Linked DNA regions of Ovis aries: region 1 is linked to region 2. The links are chromatin contacts, called in public Hi-C maps. All regions are on one chromosome and are shown on one strand. The core of a region is the stretch at or near the end of the contact, and the rest is flanking DNA. Distances in the headings are between cores, read along the strand shown.

Region 1 (3,150 bases), core at 270-2,769, 140 kb after region 2:
AGTCCGTCCTCCCTTGCAGCGACCTCAGCACCGCGGCGACAGGGACTGGAAGGATGCAGGGGAGGGGGGGGGGGGGGCGGGGGGGCTCATTCATCTATAGGATACGGGACGAGGCGAACCAGCTCCGAACTGCGGATGTGGCTCTGTGTGGAGTTACAGCAATAAGGCATTCCAGGGCATGAATGCGTGCCCGAGAGGGAGACCCCAACGGTCCCGATGGTGCAAAGTGTTTGCAAATCATAAACACTACTTTGCTGCCGGGATCAAAACCCCCAAAATATGCGCAGACAGGATGTAACAAGTGTTTCGGGAGAAAGACACGCCTGAGCCACGGGGGGCTGGAGCCGGGGGTGGGGGGCGGTGGTGAGAGTGAGGAATCTGTCTAGGGGTTCCGGAGAAGCCCCCTCTCGGACCAGAGACCCCCCTCTGCGCCCCAAACCCCGTCGCGTGAGCGCTGCGTCCCCAGCCGCGTCTAGACCGAGCCCGCCGGGTTTCCCCCCAACTCACCACTCGGCCCGAAAACCTCTCGGTGGCCCGCTTGACTTTGCCGTAGGTGCCTTTGCCCAGGGTCTCCTGCAGCTCGTAGCGGTGCTTCAGGTTGTGTTTGTGGTGATGCCGCTTCACACCGTGCGGCTTCCTGGGCTCCGGGCCCGCCGCCGAGGGGGCTGCGATCGCACCCGCCTCCGGCGGAGAGCCCGGCGCCCCCGGCCCCAAGTCCGGGCCGGCCGCGGGCGCAGCGGCCCCCTCCATGTCCGAATGCGGGGCGAGCAGGGCCGGAGAGGGCAGGACCGAGCACGGCGCTCGCGGTGTCGGGGTCCCAGCCGAGAGAAAGCTGGGCGCGCTCACGGTCGCCCCCGCAGCATCGGGAAGGCGGCCGGCTCCCGCCGGGGCTGCGGCTGGGTCACTGGCGGCGGCGGGGACTGCACATCTGGCGCCCCGGGCGCGCACGATCCGCGCACCGCCCACCGGCCGCGGCGAGCTGCGGCGCGTCGGGCGAGGTGGCGGCGGTGGCAGGGGAGGCGGTGGTGTTCGCAGGAGGGAGGGGAGAGGGGTGGCCCCGAGCGCAGGAGGGGGAGTGTTATGTGGGGCGCCGCGCCCCCAGACCCCTCCCCGGGAGGACGCGCAGACTGGGCGGGCGCGGGGGCGGGGGCGGCGCGCGGGCCGGCCCCCGGGGAGGGGGGCGAGGGGCGGCGCGGCCGGGGCTCCCCCCCAACTCCCGCCCGCCTCCCGGGCCTGGGGCCACCCCGAACTGGGAGGGGGATGGAAGCGTGTCGCGACTCGCCCTTTGTGCAGCGCCGGCTAGGCCGCGCCGGCGGCCAGGGGGCTTTGTCCTCGCTCGGCTGGGAAAGAGACGGGGGGGGTTCCCAGCCCGGGCGCCCCCTCCCCCGGCTCGCCCGCCGCCGCCGCCGCCGCCGCCGCCGCTACCGCGGGCTCGCCGCCGCCGCCGCCTCCTCGGACTTCGGCTCCGGCCGCGCGGCCTCCCTTCCTGCTTGCGCCCTGGCTGCGGCGACGGCGGCGGCTCGCCGAGCCCCGGCGCCGGGTAGACGAGAGCGCTCGGAGCCGGGGGCCCCCGGGGCCCGCTGGCGATCCGGCCGGGGGCGCTGCGGGCTCGGGCGCCCCTTCATTTTCTTTTAGGTGTCGCCGCGGCCGCCAGGCCGGAGACGGGGAGAGGCTGGGGGAGGGGAGGCGCGCGGGTGTTGGGTTACAGGCGGTGAGTCACGGCTCGCCCTCCCCCGCGGCGGTGCGCACCCCCTCGCGCTCAGCCCAGGCTGCCGCCCCCGCCTCGCAGACCCCCATCCCGGCTGGCGAAGGGCTGCTCTCCCGGGCCAGGGTCGGGGCAGCTGGGCGCCCCTGAAAACCCCGAGAGGCGCGTTGACCTCGGCCCCGCGCCCTCGCCGGAGAAAGGCGAAGGCGGGGAGGAAGGGAGGCTCCGAGGCTGAATCTGCGGCCGGTCGCCGCACTGCCGCCCTCCGACACTATCCAGGACTCCCGCCTGGGAGAGGAGATTTGGGTCGCTAGAGGTGCCTGGATGCAGCTGGGCGCCTACCCTGCCCGCCAAGGCTGTGTTTGGAGATGGGCAAACCAGGGACCTCGGATGGAGCAGGGCCTGAGACTGGCTAAGCCAGGGGCGACAGGCAGGCCGCTTGGCCCCTTGACCGTTTGTATTTCTCCATTAACTGAGATGGCCAGATCCTGGAGATGGTACCCAGTACCCCACCCCCACAAGCGAGGGTCAGGCAGGAAGGCCTACGACGGTGGCAAGGCTGCCACCTTCTAAGAAGCAGCAAGGGAAAATAAGGAAGAAAGCAAGAGAAAAAGGCGCTTCGGGAGTTTTTTCAATAGTGTGGTATACCAGACTGGGATGGGAAGAGTGAGGGGTGAGGAATGTCTGGTGCGTTCTGCAGATGGCCTGGTGGTTCATTTTTTCCCCAGTGAGCCGGACTTGCCCTTACTCCGCAGCTCTCAGGTTCAGCCCTCTGCATTCCTGCTGTCTTCAGGCCTGTCTATGCCTTATCACCTTACCCTGGATCCCGCAACAGCACGTCCTCCCTGCAAGTCCCCTCCGCAGTGCCAGAATAATAGCCTGTAACATTAGTCACCATACGTGTCCTCCACCCTTGCAGGGTCTCCCTGCCTGCCTCCTGCAACTATTCTGCTTTTATACAAAATCTGTAGACTTTGCATATGTAGATTAGAGAGTCAGTATAAATAACAGGCAGGTTGAGCCTGGCTTCCCAGTGGCTAGGCTGTGTGACATTTGTCAAATGACAGAGCTTCGGTGTTTTCTTGAAGTGTAGATTACTGGATCTGTTTTACAGGTAAACGGATCATGTCTACAGTGGTAATTAAAACTGTTAACCCTGGGTCTTTCCCTTCCCAGGGACGTGGTGTGCTGTGCTTAGTCACTCAGTCATATCCAGCTTTTTGTGACCCTCTGGGCATGGGATTCTCCAGGCAAGAATACTGGAGTGGGTTGCCATGCCCTCCTCCAGGGGATCTTCCCAACCCAGGGATAGAACTGAGGTCTCCAACATTGCAGGCAGATTCTTTACCATCTAAGCCACCAGGGAAGCCCATGAATATGGTAGGAATCCACTACCCCATCTCTTGAAATTAAATGTGGCCATGTCACTTAGACCAATGGAATGA
Region 2 (3,096 bases), core at 455-2,954:
CAGCTTATGAACAGGCTGGTCCAGTTACATTCTCCTCATTCAGGGAAACCCCTACCACATGCCAGATGCTGAACATCTGTGGTTAGCATTGTTCCTTTAAAGAATAACACAGATTCTTCTCTGGGCAAGCCACACATTTCCATTAGCTGTGGTCAGAAGGGAAACCGTGCACCTTCAGACAAGTTTCAGCTGTCAGACTGCTCTGGGGCACGTCTTTCAGGGGCGCTGATTCATCTTCTCTGTCGGCTGGCTGTGGGGGACGCACACCTGTGTCCCAGGGCGACTTCAGAGAGAGGGGAGACAAAAGACCACGTCGGTCTCCAGCTGCCTCTGCAGACACTCTGACCACGGTGTGGACACAAGTACAGCCACGCCTGGTGGGCATCAGCAGTGGGGTTGTTTATGTTCAGCTCCTGGGAGCCACCCCCACAACCCCCCACTGGGGGCTCTTCCTCTGAATTCTGCCCCAACCGATGGCTGGGGCTCAGGGAGACCGGCTGACATCTGGGCTTCATTTGATTCCCCGCTTACCCACCTCTCAGTCATCCATATGCTACATTCTTCAACCATTGCAGAATGCAAGCTGCTCAGAGATGCTTTGAGGATAGAGCCCCAAACTGGGGTGGAGGTGCAATCATACCACGCCCACATTTAACTTATAAAAATTTTGCTCTATGCGCCAAATAGAGAAAGAGAAAAAAGAAACTGAAAGCAAACAAGACAATAGGTGTGAGTGACTTGACCCTTCCATCGCTCTCCCAGGGCAGACGCCCTGTCGTGAATGTGAGCAGATGGTTCCCACGGTACATCTCAGCTCCTGCAGCTCTCTCATGGCACGGACTTCTTGCCTCTCTGAGTATACTTGTCAGAATAAGTAGAGTGAGCTGCTGTAACAAACAAACAACACCCAGTTTCAGAGGCTAATTGTCTACTTACAGGCACAGTGTGAGGTGGGTCTGGAGGTGCTCCTTGGTGACTGTCCTCTTAGCAGTGATTCAAGGATCCAGCATCTTCCAGTGGTGATGCTGCCATATGAAACCTTATGGAAGGGGGTGGAAGCTATTGCAGGTTGGATTCTGAGGTAGAGATGGGAGTACAGGATGTTTAATAGAGAGCGCTCTTAGGATCATACATATGGAAGGGAGAGAAGGATGTAAGGTCAGGCTGAGATGTAATGCAGTCTCCCAAAGATCTCCATTACCCCAGTGGAGACCTCTGGGGCTGGTGGCCTTTCAGAACTGTCCTGGGTTGGGGCAAGGTGGTTGTGCTGTTCAACCTCTGTGTTTACCAGTCGTTGGGTGTAGGTGTGGACCATCTTCCAGGAGAACTTTGAGCAGCTGAGGAACTAATATTTTCATTGCTAAAGGGAGATCTGAGTGGCTCATCACAGCATCTACCAAGAGGGGAACAGAGCAGGAGTCAGCAAGTCTTTGGCAAAAAGGTTTTAGAGGCCGTATGGTCTCTGTCACAACTGCTCATCTCTGCTGTTGTAGAATATGTAAACAAATGAGCCCAACTATGTTCTATTAAAACTTTATTTACAAAAATGAGCTCACAGGTCATGGATGGCTGATTTCTGGACTAGCAGATGACAGAAGTAATTAAGGGGCAACCCTACAGATGAGTTAGAGCACACCTGTCCATGTTTCATTGGCCAGACCTCAGTACATGGCCCCAATTTAACTGCACAGAATTAGAAAATGGAGTCTTTCTGTGAGCCTCAAACGAAAATAAATGGAAATTGTGAGTATCTAGCCAGACTCTGCCACAGTATGACTCTTGCAAATTATATCTTAAACATGACACAGCCCTGAAATATTGCATGCATTTCCTCATCTCTATTACTAAATAAAGTATTATACACTTTAACCTCAAAAGGGACTTTGGACATTTTCAAGAGTACTTCTCACTGTGTGACTGTTGCTCTATGCACTGACTTTGGAAGCTAAACCCCTTGTGAACTCTGACTCCATGTGGTGTGAAAGGGTGAAGAGCAAGAGTGATAAATTAGGAGTTTGATATTAACAGAGATACATTACTATATATAAAATAGATAACAAGAACCTACTGTACAGCACAGGGAACTATGCTTGATACTTTGTAATAGCCTATAAGGGAAAAGAATCTGAAAAAAAATATCTATATATATGTATAACTGAATTACTTTGCTGTACACCTGAAAATAACACATCACTGTAAACCAACTATACTGCAACTAAAAAAGAACAAGAGTGAGGAGTCGGACAGACCCAGGTCTATAGTTTAGCTCTGCCATTTACCGGCTCTAGTAACCAATCATATTTCCTTCTTGATCCTCAGTTTCTGCTTTTCTAAAATAAGATGCTAATAGTACCCACTTCACATGGTTTTTGCAAGGATAAACGTGCTGCAATATACATAAAGCACTTAGCAGTTGGCAGATAACAAGCACTCAATAAATGCTAAATACTATCGATTCTTTATTAAGAGAAGGGGCACATAATAGAGGTGATCAAAGTCTTCTGGGGTGACCCAATGCATTCCTCTGTATTCCCAGACCTTGATTATATCTTCTACAAGTTAATCAGAGCATTCTTCCCAAAATTCGGAGCTGGGATGAGTAATTGTTCCTGTGAGTCTTATAATTAAAAATAAATAGAAAATGATAGTAATACTTACCTGACCAGATTGTTGGGAGAATAAAGTTTATAACAATAAAAATGTATTGAGAGCTGACATGCCAAGCAGTATAGTAGATTCTGGCTTCCCAGGTGGCTCAGTGGTAAAGAATCTGCCTGCCAACCAGAACACATGGGTTTGATCCCTGGAGAAAGAAATGGCAACCCACTCCAGTATTCTTGCCTGGGAAATCCCACGGACAGAGGAGCCTGGTGGTCAACACTCCATGGGATCCCAAAGAATCAGACATGACTTAGCAACTAAACAACAATAACATAGTAGATTCTATGGAAGCAAATATGAATAAGATATTGTATTGTTTATCTATTGCCCCAGAGCTTAGTGATTTAAAGCAACAGTAATTTTATTGCCCACAGTTCCGTGGGTTGGCCAGGTGGTTCTGCGGATTGCAGTTGGGCTCACTCATGCAGACACAGT

What was found. Hi-C and Micro-C count contacts between places; a contact is called where the count stands out from the background.
Region 1: a Hi-C map of skin fibroblasts shows a contact between it and region 2, with 5 times the contacts expected there. The contact joins the promoter of NUAK1 here to the enhancer-like site in region 2. A contact is called at or near these places in 2 of 16 Hi-C or Micro-C datasets (skin fibroblasts and tail adipose tissue).

Annotation. Positions count from the first base shown.
Region 1 is chr3:175,152,327-175,155,476 of ARS-UI_Ramb_v3.0, forward strand. NUAK1 (NUAK family kinase 1) reads right to left here and starts at 1,520. Exons shown (of 7, transcript XM_027967685.3): 1 at 508-1,520. The coding sequence starts at 750.
Region 2 is chr3:175,012,332-175,015,427 of ARS-UI_Ramb_v3.0, forward strand. No RefSeq gene overlaps it. Among named protein-coding and RNA genes, the nearest start is that of NUAK1, 140 kb to the right of the region's middle. Within about 2 kb of position 1,705, at least 2 of the 54 cell types and tissues checked have an H3K27ac peak or open chromatin away from gene starts, as enhancers often do.